Regions from separate parts of the Sus scrofa genome. Here all the other regions are linked to region 2. The links are chromatin contacts, called in public targeted proximity ligation maps. All regions are on one chromosome and are shown on one strand. The core of a region is the stretch at or near the end of the contact, and the rest is flanking DNA. Distances in the headings are between cores, read along the strand shown.

Region 1 (4,534 bases), core at 1,292-3,791, 360 kb before region 2:
TCTAGTGTCCCTAAGCACAAGAAAGCTGTAATGCAGCTTATGGAGAAAAATGACACATGTTAGATAAGTTTCATTCAGGCACAAGTTTATAGTGCTGTTGGCCATGAGTTCAATGTTAATAACTCAAAAATCTACACTAAATAAGGAGTCTTTAAATAGAAACACCCATAAAACAAGGTTATGTGTTGATCAGTTGATGAAAATGGTGTGCTCAGAGGCTTACAGGAACCTAACTCTGTATTTCCCCTAAGAGCATGGTTCAATATTTACTAATTCAGTGTTCCCAGCTACTTAGAGGACATAATGCTGGCAAGTAATGAGAATCAGATGTCTCTATTATTGGTTATACTGATTTGTTTTCCTTAGAAAAATCACCTCCAGGGATGAAGGAGTGTTGAGTGGTCATTTAATTCAACTCCATAATGGTACATTAAATAAAATGAGTATATAAAGATATGACTTGATTTAGGTCCCTAAGCAAAGAAGAGTCAAGCAGAACCTGGACCAGAACCAGGCGTCTGAGCCCTCAAGCCTATCCGTGTACCACCAGACCTCACTGGCTTTCCTGTGTAAATATTACCAAACTCAGATTTGGCTACTCATGACAGGCCAGCATATCAAGTGACAAGATGTAGAGGCAAGGAAAGTACATTATTCAAGAAACTTGCTAACCAAGAAGACCCTGGGCTGGTGTCCATAAAAACCATCTTAACATCCCAGCACAGGCAAAGGACTGTTAAAGGCAATGTGAGGGAGGGTGCTGCAGGGTGTGTGAGCAGCTCATGCGCAATTCTGGAAATGGCTAGCATCAAGGTGAGGTTTCCCTGGCTCTCCAATATGACGATCAGCATCACCAATCTCCTGATTTAAACTGTTCTGGGGTCTACATACTTGAGGTCAGCAGTTTTTATCTGTGGGCCTCTGCTTCCTGTAAAACAGCTTAGGAATGTGTGTCAGACCTTTATCTACATCTTTCAGGGAACTGGGAGTTTTGTGCATCTGCTATGTGGCTGCTTTATAGTCTAGATTTTTACCAGTTTCCCAGTCCAACAGCTACTCTTTGTTTCTACATCTTCACATTTCCTAATCATGAACTCTTGAACCAGTCTTTTGAAGGTCATGGAGGGCCTGGAGGCTAAAGCAAAAGGCTTTTACTTGAAAGGACAGAGACATAAAGGCTCTATGCTGTTTCATAAGCATGGGGAAGTGACTGCTTCAGGAGATGGTCTCTAGTGGGGTGAGGTAAAAGAATCACAATCACTTCCCACATGGCTTGTGCTGCAGGCTTCACCTTCAACAGTGTTTTTCCCCCCGGTGATGTTAAGATCATGGACCGCATTTCTCATGTACCTAAGCTTAAACACACAGGTGTGCTTGCACAATCCTTGTGGGCAGCATTATGCTATATGGTAAATGGCCTTTGTGATTCATATCAGGACTAAATGATATCAACACTTACAGAAAATAAATTTTCTATTAAAATCTTCACTATTATCTGTGTGGTTTTTTAATACAAAAATACCTTTAATTATTTAAAATAAAAGGTACTGATACCTATGGGTTTTATGTCTTTACATGTAAACCGTACAACTAGATCATAATTTAAACTACCTAGGAGTTCCCGTCGTGGCGCAGTGGTTAACGAATCCGACTAGGAACCATGAGGTTGCGGGCTCGGTCCCTGCCCTTGCTCAGTGGGTTAAGGATCCGGCGTTGCCGTGAGCTGTGGTGTAGGTTGCAGACACGGCTCGGATCCCGCGTTGCTGTGGTTCTGGCGTAGGCCAGTGGCTACAGCTCCGATTCGACCCCTAGCCTGGGAACCTCCATATGCCGCGGGAGCGGCCCAAGAAATAGCAAAAAAAGACAAAAAAAAATAAAAAATAAAAAAATAAACTACCTAAACTGTCATTCACATTTTTTCTTTTAAAACTTTTTCTTAAATTAAAGCGTAGTGTTTTGACTATGAGATTAAGTCAGACAGTATTGGGAGAACCTAACAAAGCTTTTTACTTTCCTCTCTATTCCTGAGGACCAAGCAGAATTCACTTACTTTAAATTAAGACAAGAAAGATTTGGTTAATATTTAAACCAAAATAGATGACTAAGAGAACAATAAGGCAGAGGGAGTGAACCATCCAGAGATTTGGGGAAAGCATAAAGCTGACTATGTGTCCTGAATGATGTCATTGAGTTCAGTGAACACTTGAGGATCTACTAAGTACAAAGCATATTTCTTTTGGCTTTAACCTCTTGAGGTCTGTAATAGCATTATAATCCCAAATTCATTTTGATTGCTAATCAATTTGGGCATGATGAGATAATAAACAAGTAGAATTTATTCAAAGTCATAGTCCATTTTATCTAATCATTTTCTTGGTACTTTCCCTTTTTTTTTCTCAGTATATACTTGAAAATATCTTCCCCAGAAACACAAAGTGCCAATAAACTAGTTTCTCAGTACAGAAAATCAATGTCTAAAAGTGAGTCTCCAATCAGGTCCTTGGGCCAAATCTGGAGCCAGATTAACCTGATCTGTCTCTTGGCACCTGGACACTTCTATTTATAGCCCCAGGGCAATCATTGTGTAATCACATGTAAGTGAAAGGTAAAAAATAATGAGGTTTGTAGATGCACTGAGAAAGTGTGGGGCAAATTTAGAGCTGAGATCTACATAACTTTATCATCAAGTTTTTTTCTAGTCAGGTATAAGTTGTCAAAAAGCATTAATTATTAAATGTCATTGGCATCATTTTGTCGACACACAGTACCTACCAATGTTTATTATCTGCTCTACAACCAGATTATAGATTCCTTGACTGCAACTACTCAAATTCATTTGCATAGCTCTGCTATTATGCCTTACGCATTGGGGGTGCTTGATAAATATTTTGGTTGATTTGGTAATGCATCAGTGATCATTTGCAACCTCAAACTTAGTGATCTATATTTGATCTCTCCATGCTGTATCAAGATTATGTAGGTGGCAACAGCCCTTGAGAGTGCTAAGCTTCTCTGGATCTGGCTGGGAAGAATGAAAATAAACATCTCATTCCCCCAAGGTGGGCTGGAATTCCCAGAAAGTTCAGGATGTAAAGGGAGGTGCCTTGCAGAATTTCTTACCAGACATAAAGGCCATAGAAGGACCAAGACCCGGCTGGAGTCTTCTGCTAAATGGATATGGTTTTTTGGAGGAGACAAAGAATTTCAAGAACATGGTGGACACGCTCATTGCAAATCCTGTCACTTGGCTCCTCCCCCCTAAATTGAGACCTAGTCCAGTGTACAATTGTTTACTTATTTTCCTGCTTCAATCAGTCGTGCCCAATCTCTGCAGTATGTTACTGATACTCATTACCACATTCTGGAAGGCATTCTTAAAGCTTCCTTTTATGTCATTTTGTTAAAAAACATATGTGATACCTTATTCTTTTTCAGTCAGACTTCTTTCCATTTCCCCTAATAAATAATTTTTGCAAAATAATTTCCATGACTGCTACTTAAATTTCAAATGCTATTGCTTCCTTTTACAAAATCGAGTCCATTTGCAACTTTCCAAATTTGTTTTATATTCTGTAATTTCTGGAGACACAACCAAACCACAGCCTTCTTTGAATATGTTGGTGCAATCATGTATTTAAATTATAGCCAATAATAATTATTACCAGTATTATGAAAGGATTGCTTTGATCTGTCTTCCTTTGTGCCTCTCCTCCACTTACAACAGAAGAAACTTGAAAAAATGTTACCTCTTTTCTCCATTATTCCCTTCTCCAGACCTAGAAGTGCTTTTGTTCTCAGAAGTGTTCCTACAGCTTGTCATGAAGCTAAACTTGGAGAAAAGATCACAATTGGCAATTTTTTTTTTCCCACTTAGGAGAAAAAAGCTAAAGATCCTTGTATACTTAGCCACATTTAGAACACTTGCACGGAGAGGTAACTCCACTTGGGGGAGTTCCCATTGTGGCTCAGCGGTTTAACAACCTGACTACTATCCATGAGGCTGCAAATTCCATCCCTGGCCCTGCTCAGAGGTTTAAGGATCCAGCATTACCATGAGCTGTAGTGTAGTCTGCAGACATGGCTAGGATCCCACATTGCTGTGGCAGTGGTGCAGGCTGGCAACTACAGCTCTGATTTGACCCCTAACCTGGGAACTTCCAAATGGCACAGGTGCGGCCCTTAAAAAAAAAAAAAAAAAAAAAAAAAAAAAAAAGTATCTCTCAGTTGCCAGGGCAACTTGTATTCCTGCTCCTGGTCCCACACAGATTCAGGATCTTTCTGTCACAAAGCCACTGCTTGTGTTATAATTGTGTGGATTCTGAAGCACCCAGAACTAGGCAAGATGAGTGGACTTCTTGAGGGTTTCCCTAAATTTACATGAACTATTTGAAGGTAACAAAGGATATCATCTTGCTTAAAAATCCATGGAGCTTTTGATGGGGAGGGGGGGGTGGAAGGAATCATCCATAGATTTGGCACCCAGCACAACCACAGAGGTTGAGTAATATAAATAGTAGAGCCCTGAAGGAGATGG
Region 2 (4,569 bases), core at 1,336-3,835:
AATGTTGAAGTTCCCGTTGTGGCGCAGTGGTTAACAAATCCAACTAGGAACGATGAGGTTGCGGGTTCGATCCCTGCCCTTGCTCAGTGGGTTAATTAATGATCTGGCGTTGCCGTGAGCTGTGGTGTAGGTTGCAGACGCGGCTCGGATCCCGCGTTGCTGTGGCTCTGGCGTAGGCCAGTGGCTACAGCTCCAATTCGACCCCTAGCTTGGGAACCTCCATATGCCATGGGAGTGACCCAAAGAAATAGCAAAAAGACAAAAAAAAAAAAAAGTTCCCATATGTTTCTTTGAAAATTAACTTAAAATATGGTAATAAGTTATGTCAGAAAAATAATTGTTAAAATCATAAACTCTATATTCTAGTCTACACTGAATTTGCTTGGTGTCAAGGCAGTGTGCGTTCAAAGGGTGCATAGCCCCATGCTATGAAGATATTAGAAATACGTGTTTCATCATCAGGAGAGTACACTTTTGTTGATCAGGATGACTCAGTCTCTCCGTATCTTGACAATCTAAAATTAGCCTAGACATGGAGTTCCAGATGTGGCTCAGTGGAGACAAATCGACTAGGAACCATGAGGTTGCAGGTTCGATCCCTGGCCTCGCTTAGTGGGTTAAGGATCTGGTGTTGCTGTGAGCTGTGGTGTAGGTCACAAATGCAGCTTGGATCTGGCATTGCTATGGCTGTGGCATAGGCCAGCAGCTACAGCTCCAGTTCAGCCCCTAGCCTGGGAACCTACATATGTCACAGGTGCAGCCCTAAAAAGACAAAAAATTTAAAAAATATAATTAGGCTAGACCTAAGTAGCAAGTGAATTTACCTCTTTTTTTAATACAGACATATAACAAAGGTATTTTCAAGGACCAGAAGAGTTTATGAAATTTAAAAGTAGAGATTTACTTTAGTACCTCATCTTCTAGTGCTAAATACAATATTAGTGTATTATATAGTATACTGAGATCCTAAATGCTTTAGGAGACACTAAATAACTATGAAATATATATATATGATTTGTATTGATTACATATTAGTGACTGAAAGTATTTATATAACACTGCCCAACATAGATGTTTATATTATGCTAAGTAAGTAAGTCAGACAAAGACAAGTACTATATGATATCACGTATATGGGGCTTCTAGTGAATAAAACAAAAAGCAGACTTGCAGATATAGAGAACAAAGTAGTGGTTACCAATGGGAGAGGGAAAGGAGGGAGAGGCAAGATAGGGATGAAGGAGAAAAGTGTTATGGGATTATATGAAATCATATGTGTGAAACTTTTGAAAATTGTAAAGCACTGTCCAATTTAAAGAGTCTTGAGAGTTCCCTGGTTGTGTAGTGGTTAGGACTTAGCACTTTCACCACTGCAGCCCAGGTTTAATACTTGGTCTGGGAACTGAGATTCCCACATCAGGCTGTTACACAGTGTGGCCAAAAAAAGTTACTGTTGTTATTATTATTTAAAAAATCATTCATTAAAAATTTTTAATTAAAAAAATGAAATATAATGCAAGGATATGCCTTTTGTTGTATATTTTGTATTATAAATTTATTTAGAGTCAAATTTTCAAATGTTTTATGCTTAGCTATTTAAGAACACGCACTTTTAATTTATTTAAATATAGTTTCTATTACCCATACTTGTGCCCTCAATTTTAGAAAAATATTACTTAGTTTGTTTTAGCTACAAAAAAGTCTTTATAACTACTTGATTTTTATCAGCCAAAGTAATTTTCAGACTATTTGGCCTAAAAATTATTGAGACAGATAAATGAATTAGTAGACCAGGGCGTAAATTAGAAACTTCGTATTAAGCTTATGGTTGATAAGATTTTTTAGATTTTTTTTTATAACTAACATTTATCCACTTCTTATGTAAGGTAGTAAAAGAAAGTTAAAAGTTTCTTTATATGGATAAAAATATCCTCAAACTGTATTATTTATTTAAGGACTTTGGAGACGTTTTAATAGAAGCTTAACATTAATTTTTAATTCACAAGAAAACAACATGTCAGTGGGGGTAGCGTGCATATTAGATAGCAATATTACCTCTTTGATCATATCCGTATGTCAGATTTCTGCTTTATAAAGAAAGATGGGAAGCTGATATAGCCCATTTTGTATAGTACTTGCGATAATTTTATATTCTATCTCTTGAACTCATTCATTTTGATAGTACATTATCATTTTTAGATTCTGGTTGGTGTTTAAATTTCAGTAACTGAAGGTCATTATTCATATTGCAACTGGACTAAAAAGTTTTTAATACTAGCATTAACTTTTGAATTATGTTCTAGCTCTTAGATTTTGCAGCATGTTTAGTTTCTTTTCATTTCTTATTAGTATTTTTCAGTACTTAATAGTCTCCTGCTCCCACCTCCAACAAGAACTCTCCTCTCTGTTCAACATCAGAAACATTTTCCTCTTTGGCATGTGCTTTTAGTTCCCCAAGCAGTATAAGCAAATTGGAAAGTTCAGCTGTCATTCTTGGAAGGTCATAGATCACACTAGCAGCCTGGGTAATCCAAGAGGTTTTAAGTATCATAGCATTTAGTTTAAAGTGAAATTTGCTCTGACAGAGCTGGCAGACCAATAGGAAAAAGAAATATTTGTGCTTGGAGAAGTGCATATGTAGAGACCAAGAGTCTAACTGATGGCTGGAAGTGATTTCAGTCTAAAAAAACAAATCATTAAGAGAGTGCATAGGGGTAAAATACACAGTTCATATTTTAAAGAGTCTCAAAATGAACCAGCAACTAAGGTTAGCATTACATAGTAATTAGCTGTGGTGTTCAGGCTTTAACTCACTCAGTACCAGACAGTATAGTTAAACTATCACTGTGAAAACATCGCTACTTAAATTCTCTACTTTAAGCCTACAGCAGTAATTTTTGTACCTTAAAAAAAATCAAAGTATTATGACAGATTATATAAATGCTGAACCAGTAACAGACAAACAATTATTTAAAGGAGGTGCTAATGACTCAGTTTATTGACCTAGGGGTTACTTAAGTAGTTCAGCAAGTTCCCTTAACATTTGGTGGTGTGAAATGAGGCATTGCTAGATATTATAGAACTGCTAATTTCAAGAAGTCCTTGTATTTAATTGAAGAAGTGGAAGTTAAAGATGACTAGATTGTATAATTTCATTGAATGATTGATGTAAAAAATTTGAGACCATTACAGGTTTCAATAAGTATTCCCTTCAGCTTCATAATCACATCTGACGGCCTCTATTAAGCACCTATTAGAGTGTTTTTTCAGTTAATTGCTACAAATAAGGAGAAGGAAAACACCTTCTAATGGCTCCAGTTATTTCTCTCAAGTTATTGTTCTTTCAAGAAAGCTAAATTTGAGCTACAGGAATACAAGGTTTATAAATTCTTTCCTTAGATGTGCAAAGAGATGAGAGTAAAATGGAAGGGACTTCTAGCAAGATGGACTGGAGGTCCATCCTCGAGCTGACTTGGAAGACCCATGTCCTATATAGATATAGAAAAGGTGGACAAAATATAACAAAAAGTTATAATTCATGACCAAATTCACACACAGACACACACAGACACACACACACACACAGACACACACACACACACACAAGAGCCACCACAAGAATACTGAACTAGGTACAGGTTACATAATACAGGAAGATGGAACTGATGCCCTATATAAAGCCTAGAACTTCAAAGAGCTGCCTTTTTCTCATCAGTTGAAAAGAGGATTAGATTTTGATTCACTAGCCCTTTTAATTCACAAAACCAAAACTTGTCTTCTGCCCTACAGCCCTAGATGGGGAGGATAGTCAGTCATTCATGAGGAAGAGGAATCATACGCTTGTTCCAAGTACACTCATGGGGTCAGAATTTATACTATACATCTAATTCAGGGAATCCCAAGTCAAGAAATTATCATTAAAGTTGTTTCAGGACAGCGAAATCCCCAGGGCCTTGATATATTATAAACAAATACAGAACCTCTGTAGGAATATTTCCAAGCTCAAGGACCAGCAGACAGGCAAAAAAAAAAACAAACCTGAAGTTGAACAATTGTCAGAGGCAACAAAGAGGATGCCCAAGAACTAAAGTTAATAGAAGAATCTCAAGGAAACTATAATTTTTTTAATGTAAAGGGATAAAAAAACTTACGTAATAATGATATAATATGAAAAGCGTAACATCTCCACATAAAAAATATAATATTTAAAATAGACTCTGGAGATGGGTTAAATACTGATTAAGGTGTATAAAAAGAGAATTGCAAATTGAACGGCATTAGAAGAGCATCAGTGAAATAGAATTTCTTTCCATTTGGAATAAATCAGTGACTGTTTTATACCTGCTTCCTCCATCATTAGTACAAATTAGTTTTTATCTGAAGCATCTCAGTATAGTAACTAAATTGAAAGGATTTGTCCCCAAGGTGGTATTTTCCCCTTAGAACTGACAGATGTCTTTTTCAGAAAAAATTTTTTAATGAGTTCCAGATGAGGACTTCAGATACAACTTCCCACTATTCCTATCATTTAGCCTTAATTTTGAGGAAAATATTAGGTGTCACTAAAAA
Region 3 (4,367 bases), core at 1,222-3,721, 260 kb before region 2:
TCTTGACTTTGAAGTATATTGTATAATTTTAGAATTGTATTTTTCCCTAATTGTGTCATCCTATGGCTGATAACAGCATTTCTTGAGCATGCACTGACCAGTAAAGAGATGGAAGAAGAAGTTAGTAAAACAAGCCAATCTAGCATTAGAATGTGCTTCAGAGGGAGGAATGTGTACTTCATTACTGACTACACATAGGATTCACAAAACAATCCCAGGCACTTGGGGATACAGAATAAAGATTACACTGATTCCTATCCTCAAGGAGATTAAGGTCTAATGGGAGGGAAATAAAATACATAAAGTCAACATAAATACATACAGATGTGCACAACAATGAAAAGAGGGAGATGGTCATATGGAATCAAGAATTAGGCTGATTAGTTTGGGGAATGATTAGGTAAACTCCAAAAAGATACATAAAGGAAATAGGGATATAGCATTCAAGGTTGTTATCAGTGTACTTTCACAGAAAAAAAAATTTAGTTTCATGATATTCCTTGATGTCTACATCCATAGCACACAATCTCCAGCATCTAAGAAACTTTAATGCTAGGACTTACCACCTGGTACCCAAAATATGTGCAGGGTTTAAGGATCCGTTACCAACCCTTGCAAGTTGCTATTTCTCTAAGAAAAACATCTAAATTAAATATGAGAGTTTGCTATTGTGTGATAGCAGATATACATATATGAAGGTGTTTATCAACAACTCAAACTTGTCTGGTACCCACAGTTGTGGGATAGTCTCCCAGTGGGTTATCTATCTCCATTCAAAGGGCCAAAAATACTTCCTTTGGCCCTGCTTCCCTTCACCATCACACGATGTACATTCCAGTGAGGATATATTTGTGTACTAGGACAGCAGCAAAAAATAATATACTGTGGCCTACTCTGAACCCTGAAATAAACATTTTTTAACCATCTGCTCCCTGGGATCTTCTGTTCTTCTCCTTCGCCAGGTCAGAAGAAGTAGAAAGAGAATTGTCTGACTGCTGGTAAGGAATGCTTTGGATATAATTTCCAAGAGAGGAATTAAAAGCAGAGGCAACTGAGGAATCATATTCTTTGTCCAAAGGAAAACCAGAAAATACATCATTAGAGGAAAGAAAAAGAACTAGAAATTAAAAAAAAAAAAAAAAAGAAATCAATATAGCAGAGTCTAGAAAGAGCTTAGAAGGGCTCTGGAATCCTACAGGCTGTTGCAGTCATTTGCCTTGCCAAAAACCCACCCAGCCGTTCTTAAAAAAAAAAAAAAAAAAGCCCATAGAGACTGAAAACATTCACTAATAATTCTTGAATCCATCTCCACAATATTATTCATCTCTGCCAAGGTCAGGTTTGGTCACTGCATGGCTGGAGGTCTGGGCATGCTGTTCCCAGTTTTATTTTTACAGTAGTTATGGAGCCCTTTATATTTTCAAGGGCCCTCCTGTCACTTATTACCTACCCGTTCAGACCACCCACCCACGCTCCCACACACAATACATCCAGACACACCCACAAGTACCCAGATTCTTTAAACCTTACAGTGATTCCGTCTATAGGAATTATTTGCTCTAAATGACTTTGCTCTCCATACTCGGAGTTTCCCAAAATAAATCTCTTTCCCTCTCTGGGGACCCATCTGTGGATCTTTCCACTCAGAAAACATTTACAGAGCACCTACTGTGTGTAGAGCACAGATGGATGTAGGCTTTAAAGGAAGCTCACCAGGAGGCAGGGAAATACAAGAGTTCCATGCTGCTCTTTGTTTCCAAGTAACCAGATGGGTATGGGTGGTGGGGGCATGAGGAAGGGGGAAGGGAGGGGGAAGACAGACGGGGAGGGGAGGCCCTATCTGAATGGATAGACCCTTCCTCTCACTCCCATTTCCTCTTTCTTCCTTCTTTTTCCTTCTTTAATCATTTTCTCTCCTTATCGCTTCATCTTTTGTGTCTCCCTCTTTCTCTCCCCTCCCTTTCTTTTTTCTCTTAAGACAAAAATCACCTCAGACTGGGGAGTTATCCCTGTGCTTCTCCTGCCTCTAAATAAACTTTTCATGAAAGTAGGCCCTGCAGCCATATGAACTCTAAGAACATAAAAGGAGGGGGACGTATGTGTCCTAAACCTAACTCAGAAAAACCGATTTTGAGGAAACTGCATTCCTCCACATCCTGACCTTGGTGTGTGCATATCAGAAAGGCCAGGAGGGAGGAGCAGGGCTGACTGTGGCTGGACTTTCAGTCTTCCTCAGCCTCCCAGGCCCTGAGCCCTTAGGATAATTTATGAGGTGTCAGGATATTCTGACCACAAGGTCAGAATAGAATGGTTTTTACACTTCAGCTGCCGTGAAAGAGAAACAATTTAATTCTGTTTCACTCTGGCACTGTCTGTTTTCACAATGAACAGGGGATTTGGGTCTCCTCGAGATTATTTGTCTAAGCACAGACCACGACTGCTGCTGAGACTCGAGATATCTGATTTGGACTCTGGCTTCCTTCTCCTTCCTTCCCAGCTAAGGAAGCGGGCACTCGCCTTTCCTATTGTACCAGAGTGAGACTGGAATCCATTTCCCCTGGCAATTGTTATGTGCTAGTGACTAAACCAGATTTCTTGAGTCACTCCATCCTAACTTTTAGTGGGAAAGAGCGGTTTGGGTAAGTAAGGGGTATGAGAGAGCCCTCTCCAAAATTCAGCAGGCCCCAGAATCTCTGCCAAGTCGTGGTCTTGAGTCTGAAGCAGTGTTTCCCTTGGCCTGCAAGCACAGCCTCCTGGCTCCTTCTGAAGCTACAGAACCAAAGAGATTCCACTGAGTAGCCTGAAGCTCTGGCTGCCAGCAAAATCCAATGTCTCCTCAGAGAAATGGCAGAGTAGGATTGCAATATTCCATTTATAACAGAGAAGCCAAGACAACAAAGGCAAGGCAAGTCAGCTTCTCAGGACCCCACCAAACCTCTCTTCCAAACCAGATAGGGAAGGTCATCTGAGAATCAAAATGTGACATATAGTGACATTATAGACTAGTTACCCAAGAAATTTACATGATGGAGACTAGCTCCTGGATTCTTGGGTTTAGAAGCCATAGGCCTTCCTGGACCAATTCATATGGTCTGTTAAGGATTTGGCCACCTGACAGGCACTAGAAAGACAGGAATAATAACAGAATGAAATAGAATCTATTTTATCAATCTTTTAAAGATTATGTATAATTAAAATGAAAAAGGTTAAGTCTCCATATAATAGATAATAATCTTAAAGAAACATTAGGTGAAAAAAGTTAGGGTACAATACAGTGAGAATAATATGCTGCTATGTGTATAAAAGAGTTTGTTACATATTAACATACACTTAAATAGACTTTGCATAGGAAAATAGAAGAAGCTTGTTTTAGAGTTTTTCTTTAGAAAAGAGGATTAGAAGCCTGAGGGCCAGAATTAAGATAGAGATTTTCTTCTCATTGCGTGGCTTTTTTTTTTTGCATTAAAAAAAAAGTTAGCCAAGAACTGCCATTACCTTTACAGAACAACTTTTCATTTGAAAAATAAAGTAAAACTGTGGAGAATGGTAAAGAGAAAGAAGTCAGAAGAAAAGCAAATGACTCAAGTTTAGAATGCAACTTCATGTTGGACCAGCCAATTCTCCAAAAAACCACTCCCCTAAATTAAAGCAATGAATTCTTGGTGGGAAGGGTAAAGGAGCTATTTGGAAAATGACCTCTTTGAGTTCCCTTAATAGTAGTACTTAAGAGTATGGAAGAATTCCTTACTTTCATGTGGGTGAGAAAATTACTCCCCCGAAAAGGATTTCAGTCAATGGGATGGCTTCTCCTGCAATTTAGCATCCAATAAAGCCTCAGTTCTTTCAAGTAAAGTGCTGAATCAAACTGGTTTGCTCTCCTCTCTAACCTAGTCAAAGTTTCTGAAGTCCCTTCTCTACAGTAGTTCCCCCAACAACAATCATTCTTCACGGTTCCAGAAAATGACATTGATCATTGGAGGTGGGTGTGTGGGAAAGAGTGTTGGATCCTGGATCAAACATACGTTTACAGTACTAGCTGTCTCTGGGTTAATTTGATAAATCATTTATTCTCTTTGAACTTCTGTTTTCTTATCTGTAAAGAGAAATATTTGAAGGAGATATATTATCTCAAAATCTCTTAAGTACAACAGGTCTCTGATTCGATAAAGATGCAGTTATAAGGCTGCATGCAGATGGAGCCTGGGATGAACTGCTGGCCTGTCATAGATTTCCATGGTTCCATTTGATCTTCTAGCAGCTGCATATATGAAAGTACTTTTTAACTTGCTTCTTCATTAACCAAGGATGATTGAATTGCTGTCCTCCAAATGCTGTTTGTTCATCATCAGACCATGAAAACAAGGTTC

What was found.
Region 1: a contact with region 2 is called in a targeted proximity ligation map of skeletal muscle, with 4 times the contacts expected there. A contact is called at or near these places in 2 of 47 Hi-C or Micro-C datasets (embryonic fibroblasts and epiblast stem cells) and 1 of 2 datasets of targeted methods (skeletal muscle).
Region 3: a contact with region 2 is called in a targeted proximity ligation map of skeletal muscle. A contact is called at or near these places in 2 of 47 Hi-C or Micro-C datasets (embryonic fibroblasts and skeletal muscle) and 1 of 2 datasets of targeted methods (skeletal muscle).

The regions. Positions count from the first base shown.
Region 1 is chr4:80,731,815-80,736,348 of Sscrofa11.1, forward strand. No RefSeq gene overlaps it. Among named protein-coding and RNA genes, the nearest start is that of GORAB, 140 kb to the left of the region's middle.
Region 2 is chr4:81,092,401-81,096,969 of Sscrofa11.1, forward strand. All of the region lies in intron 19 of KIFAP3 (kinesin-associated protein 3), which reads left to right. Among named protein-coding and RNA genes, the nearest start is that of SCYL3, 39 kb to the right of the region's middle.
Region 3 is chr4:80,835,515-80,839,881 of Sscrofa11.1, forward strand. No RefSeq gene overlaps it. Among named protein-coding and RNA genes, the nearest start is that of METTL11B, 40 kb to the right of the region's middle.